Regions from separate parts of the Mus musculus genome. Here regions 1, 2 and 4 are each linked to region 3. Evidence: chromatin contacts called from public Hi-C and promoter capture Hi-C data. All regions are on one chromosome and are shown on one strand. Each heading gives the region's core, a stretch centred on a gene start, on an enhancer-like site or on the middle of the called end of the contact. The rest is flanking DNA. Distances are from core to core; before and after follow the strand shown. Region 1 holds the start of Wdr31 (WD repeat domain 31). Region 2 holds the start of Hdhd3 (haloacid dehalogenase-like hydrolase domain containing 3). Region 3 holds the start of Atp6v1g1 (ATPase, H+ transporting, lysosomal V1 subunit G1). Region 4 holds the start of Slc31a1 (solute carrier family 31, member 1).

The links. Promoter capture Hi-C pulls out the DNA fragments that hold promoters and counts their contacts. A called contact is a pair of places that touch in the nucleus more often than the background predicts.
Region 1: a promoter capture Hi-C map of hippocampal neurons shows a contact between it and region 3, with 2.7 times the contacts expected there. The contact joins the promoter of Wdr31 here to the promoter of Atp6v1g1 in region 3. A contact is called at or near these places in 3 of 39 promoter capture datasets (erythroid cells, hippocampal neurons and pre-B cells) and 2 of 484 Hi-C or Micro-C datasets (double positive thymocytes and pre-B cells).
Region 2: a promoter capture Hi-C map of the HPC-7 cell line shows a contact between it and region 3. The contact joins the promoter of Hdhd3 here to the promoter of Atp6v1g1 in region 3. A contact is called at or near these places in 3 of 39 promoter capture datasets (the C10 cell line and the HPC-7 cell line), 5 of 484 Hi-C or Micro-C datasets (the G1E-ER4 cell line, liver and regulatory T cells) and 3 of 115 datasets of contacts at active chromatin or transcription factors (large pre-B cells, microglia and pancreatic cancer cells).
Region 4: a Hi-C map of cardiomyocytes shows a contact between it and region 3, with 4 times the contacts expected there. The contact joins the promoter of Slc31a1 here to the promoter of Atp6v1g1 in region 3. A contact is called at or near these places in 2 of 39 promoter capture datasets (the C10 cell line and pre-B cells), 3 of 484 Hi-C or Micro-C datasets (CD4 T cells, cardiomyocytes and regulatory T cells), 1 of 115 datasets of contacts at active chromatin or transcription factors (double positive thymocytes) and 1 of 9 other capture datasets (adipose tissue).

The regions. Positions count from the first base shown.
Region 1 is chr4:62,469,383-62,472,303 of GRCm38.p6, reverse strand. It overlaps Wdr31 (WD repeat domain 31), which reads left to right and starts at 1,405. Exons shown (of 11, transcript NM_023597.3): 1 at 1,405-1,485.
Region 2 is chr4:62,500,776-62,503,511 of GRCm38.p6, reverse strand. Hdhd3 (haloacid dehalogenase-like hydrolase domain containing 3) reads left to right here and starts at 1,312. Exons shown (of 2, transcript NM_024257.1): 1 at 1,312-1,354.
Region 3 is chr4:63,543,439-63,546,138 of GRCm38.p6, reverse strand. It overlaps Atp6v1g1 (ATPase, H+ transporting, lysosomal V1 subunit G1), which reads right to left and starts at 1,374. Exons shown (of 3, transcript NM_024173.2): 1 at 1,140-1,374. The coding sequence starts at 1,221. It overlaps Gm38592 (a long non-coding RNA gene), which reads right to left and starts at 846. Exons shown (of 2, transcript XR_881351.1): 1 at 201-846; 2 at 1-122.
Region 4 is chr4:62,359,256-62,362,114 of GRCm38.p6, reverse strand. Slc31a1 (solute carrier family 31, member 1) reads right to left here and starts at 1,414. Exons shown (of 5, transcript NM_175090.4): 1 at 1,272-1,414. It overlaps Fkbp15 (FK506 binding protein 15), which reads left to right and starts at 1,519. Exons shown (of 28, transcript NM_001045528.2): 1 at 1,519-1,745. The coding sequence starts at 1,693.

The DNA of each region.
Region 1 (2,921 bases), core at 156-2,655, 1.1 Mb after region 3:
GAGAAGAGCAAGAAGTAGGCGGAAGACAGATGAGGCTCCGGGACAAGTGTGACTACAGATACCAGTTTGGAAGGATCAGATGCCAGAAGCATTTCTCAAAGTGGTTGTATCCCAGAACAGAGTGCTTTGGGAGTAGACTCTAACACCTTAGTTTGTACTTGACCCAAATCAGTAGAAGTCTATTCTACTGCCAGTATTTTGTAGAAATACAGTATTTTGTAGAAATCAGTAGAAGTCTATTCTACTGCTAGTATTTTGCCATAGCAATGGGTTATACACTGACTCCAAAATTTACCTAACAACTATTTTTTAAAAGATTTATTTATTTTGTGAATATGAGTGCTCTACCTGTAGAGCTAGAACATGCACACCTGTGTTCCAGAAGAGAGCATCAGATCCCACATGGTTATGAGCTGTCATGAGGTTGCTGGGAATTGAACTCAGGATCTCTTAACCGCTAAGTCATCTCTCGAGATGTTAGTCTTTTGTTAGTACCTTCCCATTTGAATCTGAAGAAGGTACTGACAGTCTTTTTGTTTGTGGTGCTGGCTCATCCCAGTTTGATGAAAAACAAAGTGAAAAGTATTCAGTTTGGCAGCACATGTGTTAAAATTGGAACAATATAGGAACTGGAGAGATGGCTCAGCGGTTAAGAGCACTTATAGCACCTGCAGAAGACACAGGTTCAGTTCCCAAAACCCACAGGGCAGCTCACAACCATCGAGCTCACAACCATCGGTAACTCACGTTCTGTAGGATTAGAACTCAGTAGGCACACAAATTATATATATATATATATATATATATATATATATATATATATATATATATGTATATGCAGATAAAGCACTCACACTTATAAAATAAGTTATTTTCAAACCGTTTTTTAAAAAGTGGATTGACACAGAAAACAAATTAACATGGTCCCCACACAAAGGCGAACGGCACAATCAAAACCTTCCATATATTTGAAACTCATTACTTTATCTATTTAGAAAAATTAGTAAAAATAAACACACACATGCCAAATGAGAGGAATGGATTAAGATGTTTGGGAAATGTTCAATGGAGAAAATCTCTGTCTATATTCAGGGACATTTAAAATAAATTTTCTGGGCGAATAATAATTACAAAGTGACACTTATTAATCGCTTACTCGCTGTGGCTACGACAGATATCACCGCTTTTCTTGGAGGATACAGGTGCTTCATGTTCATGTAGCGTGGTTAAGCACAAACCTCCCCTGCATAGAATATTCACATACCATCAAATTAGAAAAGGAAAATACGCTCTCTCGGCTCGGCCCCTGAGGGACTTCCGGCACGTGGAACCTGGGTTCCGGGGCTGCCGTGGACGCCCGGAGCGTTTAGGTGGAACTCCCGCCCTAGCGACGCGCGCCTGGTTGCTAGGGGCGGAGGCGCGGGAACCTGTGGAAGCTAAGGATGCCTGCTACCCGTGCTTTCGGGCCTCGGTGCTAGCCCACCGGTGGGTATGGAGCCCGAGGTGGGAGAGAGGGAGCATCGGGGGGCATCTTCGCGCTCTCCCCAGCGGTAGCCAGCCACCCACCCGAAGTGAGGAGGAGGTCTGGGAGGGTATGTGTAGGACCTGGTTTCACCTGCTTCCATCTTGGCGTAATCCTCCCCTGGCACGTGCACATGAAAGTAAGCTTTAGCAGTTCAGATAATGGACAGGAGTAGGAGCATTTATAATCTGAAGGGCCAGAAAGAAAACAAACAAGACAACAAAGAACTGCACGCTGATGGTCCTCAACGTTGGGAGTTCTGATCTAGCGCCGACCCTCAGTGAGACCGGGTGTCTTGTAAATCCTCTTACTGTCTGAATCTTTTCCTTTACATTATCATTAGAGTCAAACCAGTCCACCTCCTATAAGCTTCTGCGAGTCGTTTGTTAATCTTTGAACACTGGTGTAGATGTCTTAGTCACAGAGAGTATAGGTTAGATAGACATCCATGTGAAAGATTTGGGAAGAGAGCGTGGATTTAAAAAAAAAATCATTTATACCAGTTGGGAAGTGGCAGTGCATGCCTTTAGTCCCAGCATTGAGGCGGTAGAAGCAGGCAGATCTCTGAGTTCTTGGACAGCCTGCTTGGTCTACAGAGTGAGTTCGTTCCATGACAGCCAGGGCTACACAGTAAAACCCTGTCTCAAAAAAAAAAAAAAAAAATAATAATAATCATGTACACAACTAGCGCCATGTTAAAAGTCTCAGTGATCATACTTGCTAGGCCAGAACACATACACAGAGATTTATTAAAAAGAATATATCACAAGAAAAGTCAGGCCTAGTAGGCACATTCTTAGAATAAACCCGAGTGGGAAGAGTTCTTTTCGATAACAAGTCACGGGGAACTTGCTCAGTCTTGTGTGATTCATGGTAGGTGAAGAGGCAAGGGGCATCTCACTACCTTGCTAAGTAGTACATTTTACAGCGTCATTTCTTCAATATTTGGGTTAATACTGTGTCAGACTGCAAATGTTTGTATAAGACATCTCAAGTCACTAGGATCATATGAGAGGTTTTTTGTTGTTGTTGTTGTTGTTTTGAATCTTTGTGTGTGTGTGTGTCTACAGACAGGATGAGAAAAGTCTACTGAAATAAGATTCATTTCACTCAGTTCTGCCCCCATGACAGCAAGTTAGCTCTATGGATCACAGTTGTATCAAAGGCTATAAAGGAATTGTGTACTACATAACCGAAAGAGGATTTTCTGAGCTCTATCTAATGTAGGCCTTTGGAAAGCAGATTTGGACAGAGACAGATCAGGGGTTCAGATGTAGATCTGCTTCCCCCAGAAACCCACAGGGCATCCAGAGCCATCATGACCTTTCAGCACCTTTCCAAGTGCTTCCAGCCTTTGTGGGTTGAAGCAGGGTGATGAGCCTTCAGAGATATTTTTTGG
Region 2 (2,736 bases), core at 63-2,562, 1.0 Mb after region 3:
GCTTTACTAAGTTACTCGTGTCTAGTCTCCAGGGTGGCAGAGTTGGAATCAGAACCTACAGGCTTAGGTTTGAGGTGACCCTGAAAAGAGATACAGTCAGGGATTCCAGGATTCTCTGAAGAACAGGTGGGCCTCTGATGTCCTGGCTATCCTTTCTACCTCCATTTCTGAGGAGCAAGCTTGTTCGGCAAAACCAGTCTGGCAGGTGAGCTGACTGCTCTGTGACTTTGCACTTTGCTTTCTGAGGCCCAGGGAGAGGGAGTTGAGTCCATCTAAAGTCCACAGAGCCAGGAGATAACAGAAGATGTTTTAAGAGGGTACCTGTGGGGGAGGGGAAGAAAAGAGCAGAGGGAAGCCCTCCTGCCCCTGCCCCCCAGCCAATTCCTTGGCAGCACTTACAGCTCATTTCCGTTATGAACTTGGTTTTTGCCTGATCCTCCCATGTTCGCGTAGGCAGGAAACTGACATTTTCCTGCTCTATCCACGCGTCAGACACAGAATACAGGTGCTTACTTGGCACCTCACGAATCAACTAGGTTGAGAGGAAAGCTTTGCTTTTTTGCTTTCAACGGTACTTTTGAATATAAACGTGTATTTCAGTTATGAAAACCGCATTTAAAGGGAAACTCTTCTTTCCTTTAAATGTTTGTTTGTTTTTTGTTTTTTGTTTTTTTACAGAGAGAAACTAGGTTAGACAGACACGGCGGTGGCACGCCCATTATCCCAGCACTTGGGAGGCTGAGGCAGGAAGATGCTCAGGACCCGTTTGCCTGCATAGTGAGACCCTATCTTAAAACCAAGTGTCTAGGTTATTGCAGTCAACAAACTGTGTGTGTGAGACAAGAAGTTCCCTTCTAGAACCAACTGGGGTCTCTCAGAACAGAAAGGGACAGAGCCTTGCTGGAGTCCTCACTGCGTTTGGGGAGCCGGCCTGAGCCCTAACCCCACTCCCCGCCATTGCCATTCCCAAGTTAGTCTAGGTCCCCTAAGTGTCTCCATCCCACGGAGGCGGGGGCCGGGGGATAGAGATGAGAAGCAAAGAGAACACCTGGGTTGTGATAATGAGTATAAGGGCAGTGGGGAGGAACGTGATGAGGGGTGAGACAGTGACCTTAAGAAGCCAGGGGACGGTGAGAGGGCGTGAGACAGGGAGCAGGGAAGCTACGGGGTAACCTAAGGGACAAGAGGCCCAAGACTCAGCGTGGCGAGTGACGGGCGCGAGGGAGGAGCTTGGTGACGCCTAGAGTGGGGCGGGGCGAGAATCAATGGCAAGTCCGAGGGTCGCGAGCTACTGATCGCCTACATAGAGCCGGTGGAGCAGCCGCTGCGTCTCAGGTCTCTTTTCCCGAGCCAGGTGGGTGCGGAGGCCCGGGGCTGGGTGGAGGGTGCTAAACCGTGGGAATCCGTGCAGTCGAGCTGGGGACGCTGGAGGCCAGCCAGCAGTGGACTTGGCCCCGGAGGCTCCAGTCTCGCGTCCCGCTGCTTTTAGGGTAGTCAGTCCTGCAGCGGAGCCCCAGCCCCGCTATGACTTTTGTCCTGAGACATCCAGAGGACTTTCGGAACCAGTCTGGTTCCTGGCTGGGCCTCAGCCTACCTACCTGCTCGATGAGAGCCCTTTTAAAGTTGTCTCACTATTTCGAGCTGACTTAAATCTCTTCTTTGTCACATTTCTTTACGCGCCCCGCCCCCACACCCCTCCTCACCTCTGTTTTGTTTGGCTGCATTCTGAATGAACCCCGGACCCCACAGATTGAAAGACACAGCTAAGCAGTCCCCTCTGTCTGGAGACAAACCTGCAATCAGTCTCTGACTCCAGGCAGAGAACTGACAGTTGGGTATTTGGCACTAATAACTCCAGGGAGAACTTGCAGCTCAGAGCCAAGTTGGAACGGACTGTCTTCTGTCCCACTCTTCCCAGGCTCAACATAATCCAACTTTTAAAAGAATATAAACATGGGTAAGCAAAGGCAGCCCTGGCTAGAGTCTGGACATTTGGGTTCTAATCCAGGCTGTTGGCAGGTTCACAGCCCCTCTCTGGTTCCACCAGCTCCTCACCAGTTATGTTGTTGGTCAGAGTCTCCAGGAACCTTTCTCTTTTTTGACATTACTAGTAATTTTTTTAAATGAAGCCAAGTTGGAAATTTTATTAATAACATTTTAATGCAGGATTAAGCATGAGGGTTAGGGGGGAAAGAAGGACTCTGAGGAAAGTCAAGCATACTCAAATATAAATATGGGTTTCTTAAACAAGGGCACCATTTTCTAATAATTGTAAAAGGGTCATGGGCTGGAGAGATGGCCCAGAAGTTAATAGCACTGCTGTTCTTCCAGAGGACCCAGGTTCGATTCCCAGCACCCATGTGACAGCTCACAAATGTCTGAAATTCCAGTTCCAGGGCATTTGACACCTTCTTCTGGCTTCACAGGCACCAGGCGTGACGGAGGTGCACTTATATACATGGAGGCAAAACCACATACAGATAATGGCAGGCATAACTGCTTCCTGACTTTGACCTACAGGGCTATGCACCTGAGCTCAGCTCTGCCCAGAGCACTAGACTTTGCCCAGCCTCAAGGAAGTTTATATATATTTTTTCTGTATGTTCTTTCCTCGGGATTCCTCAACCTGCTAAGGAAATTCCCTGAGTTCAAAGACTGACTTTGGTTCCAGATTTATAGCCTCATGGCACATACCAACTTCACTGTGCTTGTTTTATAGGTTTTTGGTCTACAGAG
Region 3 (2,700 bases), core at 125-2,624:
AGCAAACGCAGTGTCTTCTTACCTTGGAAAACTAGATTCATAAAGGTCCTGAGACACAGTTTCCAGTTTCCAAAAGCTTATTCTAGCGGCAAGGCCATGGAAACCAACAGCTTACTATAACACTACGTCAAAAACAAGCATTAGTGAGGGAAAGAGCCTGAATGAGGAACCGCTGCCAAATTCTGAGATCCAAAACTAACCATCAGGGCAAACGAAGTGCAAAAGCCTGGAGGGCCAGAAATGAGGATGCCTTTAGGATTCAAGCGACGCAGTACTGCGGGAAGAGAATTTCTCACAGGGACATGCTTAGGAGAGAATACAAAAGCCTGACTGATGAAAACACTTCCTCTAATCCATTATGAAATACCAGCTCCATTCTGCGGGGACAAGGAGTGCTGAGTGGAAGGCCAGGTGTGACGAGAAAGTTATGTTCGAATTTTAAGCAGGTGTCTGAAGTGGGGGGGGGGGGAATTTGTTGCAGAATATTACAGGCTTCTTCCACTCCTTGGTCCCAGTTACACACGTGGTAAACTGACTTTTCTGGCCACTTTGTCCCTCTCAATATTGGCCTTTCACTGCTACACACATCCTAACTGGTATGTGCGCCTCCGCTGGAACAAGAAATACCCTGTGATGAATATGAACTCGGCACTTCTCTAATACATTCTCAGGGGAACAAAGAAAGGAATGACTGGCCGAGTTAGGTAGCCACATGAACTCAGGGAGTTCAACTATGGTGCTGAAAAAAGAAAAAAAAAAACAAAAAAAAAAAACGATGGACGGAGATCAGGTTAGAGAGGCTGGGCGAACCGTTTAAAGTGACGAACGTGAGGGAGAGGTGGCCAGAATGACCTAGGTTCGCAGACTCGACGGCCGTGGAGGTGGCTCCCGTAGGTGGGCCGCGGCCGGAAGCAAGGGATCGGGATCGGGTGGGAGCAGTTTCTGTGGGGTGGCCCACTTCACGCCCTCCACCCCGAGAAGTGGACGAACCCACTACTGTCTCCACAGGCACCTGAGGTCCAGCCTCGAGGCTTCCAGACACCGCCGGGACAGCTTCTGGCCCCGACACTGTCCCCCGGCCTCCGCCCGCGGCCTAGTCGCCGTCCCAGCCTAGCATCCCGCCCCGTCCCGGAGCTCACGCTTGCGGGCCTCGGACACCTTCTCGGCGGCCCGCTTCTCGGCCTGCAGTAGCTGCTGGATGCCCTGCGACTGACTCGCCATTGCTGAGGGGACTTTGGGCTGAGAGAACGGCCTAAGTCAACTGCTCAAACACCCTCCGAAGCCCCTCGGATCACCTGATCCACCACCCAGACTCTGCGCCTGCGCAGCGCGCAGGAGCCCCGCCCCACCGTCAAAAGAACCGCCCGGTGTCTCAGCTGACTGACTGCCTTTGAGTCCGGTGACTCCCAGGAGATGGGGCGGGGCGGGGCGGGGCGGGGCGGGTGAGACGGGGCGGCGGGGTGGGGCGGGGTGAGACGGGACGGGGCGGGGCGGGACAAGGAGGGACGTGCCAAGCTGTTCCACTACGCCTGCGCATTGAGAGATGGCTACTCCTGCTCTTTTGCAACTGTCAAAGGCTGGTTTTTTATAGCTGGTATTATCCCTGTGGCAGTCCTGTCACGTGGTTATTTCTCTCTTCCCGAAATTAATAGTGTGCCCACGTTGAAGTTCAGAAGCAAGGATCCAAACCTGATTATTTACCCCCTCTCTTCACCCAGCTAGACTTCCTACCTTTCTGGAAATTTCTTTGGAACTTACACCCTATCAGGAAGCAATGCTGCCCTAGTGGTACAGGCTGCAAACCCAGCACACCCGTGTCAGGATGCTGAAGCAAGAGGATTGATTGAGTTCATGACCTGGCTAGTGAGACCGTGTTTGGCGGGGGAGGGGAGTGGGAACCAAAGCAGGTAGTGAGGCATAGCACATGCCTTTAATCCCAGCACTAGGTATGCAGAGGCAACTGAGTCTCTCATTCGAGGCAGGCCTGGTCTACAGAGTGAGTTCCAGGACAGCAAGAGCTACCCAGAGAAACCGTGTCTCGAAAAACCAAAAAGAAAACATCTATCATGGAGAAGTTTAGGAAGTTCTGGCCAGTTCTGGAGAGACGTCTGAAGTCCTAGGTTCAGACACTAGCAAATACTCAGACACACTCACACAAGGACTCAGCATCAAGTCAACTACTAACCCCTGTGACTTGTGGGCCAGTTGCCATCCTTTTTCATGGTGCTAGGGCTGGAACCTAGTTCCCTCAAGCATTGTAGGCGAGTCCCTTCCACCCTCTGAGCTGTATCCCTGGACCTGCCATCCCTTTCTGACCCAAGCTTAGGAATAAATAGTGCTGTTTTCCATAAGTGTTGCTGCAAGCACAGTGGGCGTGCACACCTCCTTTGATCCTGAAAACAGATTAAGGAGACAGAGTTGTAATAGCTCAGGGTATAGATATTTACCTCACGTGGAGGAAGGAGAAAAACAATTCCTGCAAGCTGTCTCCTGACCTCCACAAACACAGTGACATATGCAGTACCACCACCCACCCACATGGTTTTGAAAATTTAAGACATTAATTTAAACAAATAATTGTAGCATAATAAATGTGCCAAGTGTTTTTTTTTATTACGTATTTTCCTCAATTACATTTCCAATGCTATCCCAAAAGTCCCCCATACCCTCCCCCCCACTTCCCTACCCACCCATTCCCAT
Region 4 (2,859 bases), core at 165-2,664, 1.2 Mb after region 3:
CTACACTATTTCCCCTTCCCCCTCCCCTGGAGTTTTAGACAATAGTACAGTCACCTTCAATGAACAAAAGAGACCAAGCAACCCAGACAGTTCACAGCCAGTACAGCATTTTTATCTTTCTGGAAGCTACCTATAAAAGACAAGAGCCACTGCTTGGCTCTTTGGGTCGCACGGGGGAAAAAAAAAACCGAGAGTAAATTAAGGAACAAGGGAACAAAGCTAAGTTATATTATTCAATCTAATAAAAAATTAATGAGAATCCACTGTGGGCAAGAAGACTTACAAGTTAGTAGTTCAAAAACTGTAATAAAAAGCCCCACAGGGGAAGTGCCAAGAGGTACAAAGTTCTCTGGGAGAGAGCTTCCAATCTCTTTAGTATCATCAGAAGAGACTAAAACATTCCGGAAAGGGACACTTACAGGATCAACCTGACTGGGAAGAAAACCAGAAAGAACTCCAATGAGAACTGTGGAAATGGACACTGGGACACACTATCTGCTTAGCCACAGCGTGGCTAAGCAAGATCGTTCAAAAAAAAAAAAAAAAAAACCCAAAAACAAAAACAAAACAGGCTAACCAAAGAAATATAGAAGAAAGACATGCAACAGAGTGGGCGAAAACTGGAGGCAGAAAAGTCAGCGACAACCAATGTTGACTTAAAACCTTGGCAACAAAACTCAGCTCAGCAAAACTGGATTGAGGACTTTCTACCTTCAAAGTCTCGTCCATCATCCACCCTCCCGAATATCCCAGCTCTTCTGGACCTCTCTTATCTGGACTTTAGAAACAGGGTCCTTTCCCAAGTCCTATGCCACACAGTCTAGTTAAGGGCCAGGCTTCCTCACTCATCAGCTCTCTAAACCCTGATACAAAGGACCAGGTCTGCTCTTCACTCTGTGTGACCTCGGACTAGTCACCCAAGTGGCTAGTTCTTCTGTCTTCTTGCCTGCAGATCAGTTTATTACGAAGAGACCCGGATCAGACTCGATGATTTCAGAGATTTAAAACCTTGAAAAAGCGCATATGGAGACACTGGACACGCGGTCCTTTGCGTAGATGGGGAAACTGAGGCACCGAGCACCCTGCCCTAAGGTCATAACAGCAATGTCGCTGTAAGATCCCTGCCACTGTTCGGCTCAGATCCCATGACTTCTAGTCCGGGGCTCTTTCTCCTTCCGCCCAGCTTAAGGGAGCTGCGGGGGGTCCAGGGTTCGGGAGGGAAAAGGACAGCGAACACGCCGGGTTTGGGAAAAGGAGGGGAGTGACCTTACCTTCACAGGGTAAGCCCCGCCGCCTTAGTCTTCCTCTCAGAACTGGATCCCCTAGTCCGGTACGGACTTCTACCAAGCCCCCGCCACTACTGCCCGGCTCGACGTGTCCCACGACCGCAGTAAAGGCCGCGGATTCCCGCCCTGGACCCGCCCCCTGGGTGATCCCACCAATCACCGCTCAGAACCTAGGAACTCCACCTCCTCGGAGGGCTGGTGAGGCCTTGCGTCACTGGGAGCTCACCTCCTCATTTGCCTTTGCTCCACCTCCTCCACCGCTGGGTCTCCTCTGGGCCTCACTACCCTGAGAGAGTTTGTCCTGCCGGAAAGCAGCTCGCCGCCACGGCGTTTTACGTTACCGGCGGTGACAGGCCCTGGGAACATCCAACTTCCTCCTCCCTTCAGCTGGGCGAAAGCCGACGTGATGTTCGGTGCCGGAGACGAGGATGACACCGACTTCCTCTCGCCAAGCGGCGGGTGAGTGATTGAGGAACGGGACCCGAGCGCTGGGCTGAGAGACTGGCGCGGTGGCTGCAGGGGTCGGGCTCTTCTCAGGCCGCTTCCCAACTTCCGGGTCTAGACAGACCCTCGGCGCGTTCCACCGCTCAGCCTTCGCATTCTGAGTAGCGGTGTCACCTCGGCCCGTCTGGGTTCAGGAACTGGAACCTCCCTTGACACCCTTTTGCTTTGTGAATCACACTTTCTCCAGTGAAATGGAGAGGATTGCTGGGGAGACTGCTTGCCTCGGAGTTTATATAGGAGTCAGCTCCTATAATAAATATACGAGCTGTAAACTCAAGAGACTTTCTCTTCCCCGAGAACAGGATGGTGACACTTTGAACCAGGACCTGGTGGGCCATCTCTGGCATCCTTCAAAGCCTACTTCAGAGGTTACCTTTTTGGTGATTCTTTGCTTTCACAGTCCCGGGAGGAATAGTCTGCTTCATCTTCCATATTTCCACAAGCCTTAGCACATGGAACCTACTGAAATCTAAGCCCTGACTGAACTGCTTATGGTTGCTCATTTCTGTCTAGGTCTCAGAACAGTAACTCCTGGTGCACATTGATTGCTCACGAAGTGCCTGCGAAATTATGCTTTTTAAGCCCTAAGGTGTAACGCCAATGGGAAAGACTATTCGTTTTCTTCTGCTTTCAAACATCATATATGCCATCTTGGGAGAGAAGTCTTTAACGGCAGGCTAGATCCACCCCACCCCCCCCCTTTAATAATTAGCTCAGTGTTTTCCCTTGCGTTGTCCTAGTGGACCTCATGTCTCCCTTCAGACTTGTTAACTGCAAAGCTCACATCTTTGCACAGCCCTTCTTTGAACGCCTGCTTTACAAGTTTTGTGCATAGTGATGAACCTACTTAAGAATGACTGACACATCATCCTACCAATAATGATTAGTCTCCTAGAATACTGGGCAGTCAATACAGGAGTGACCATAAGATGACTGGCTTTCTTTTGATTGTGTGTGTGTGTGTGAGAGAGAGATGTATGCATGTATGCATGTTGTGAACATCTTTGTTGAGGACAGAGGTTCAGTATCAGGGGTCCTTCTCTGTACACTTCCACTTTAGTTTTTGAGA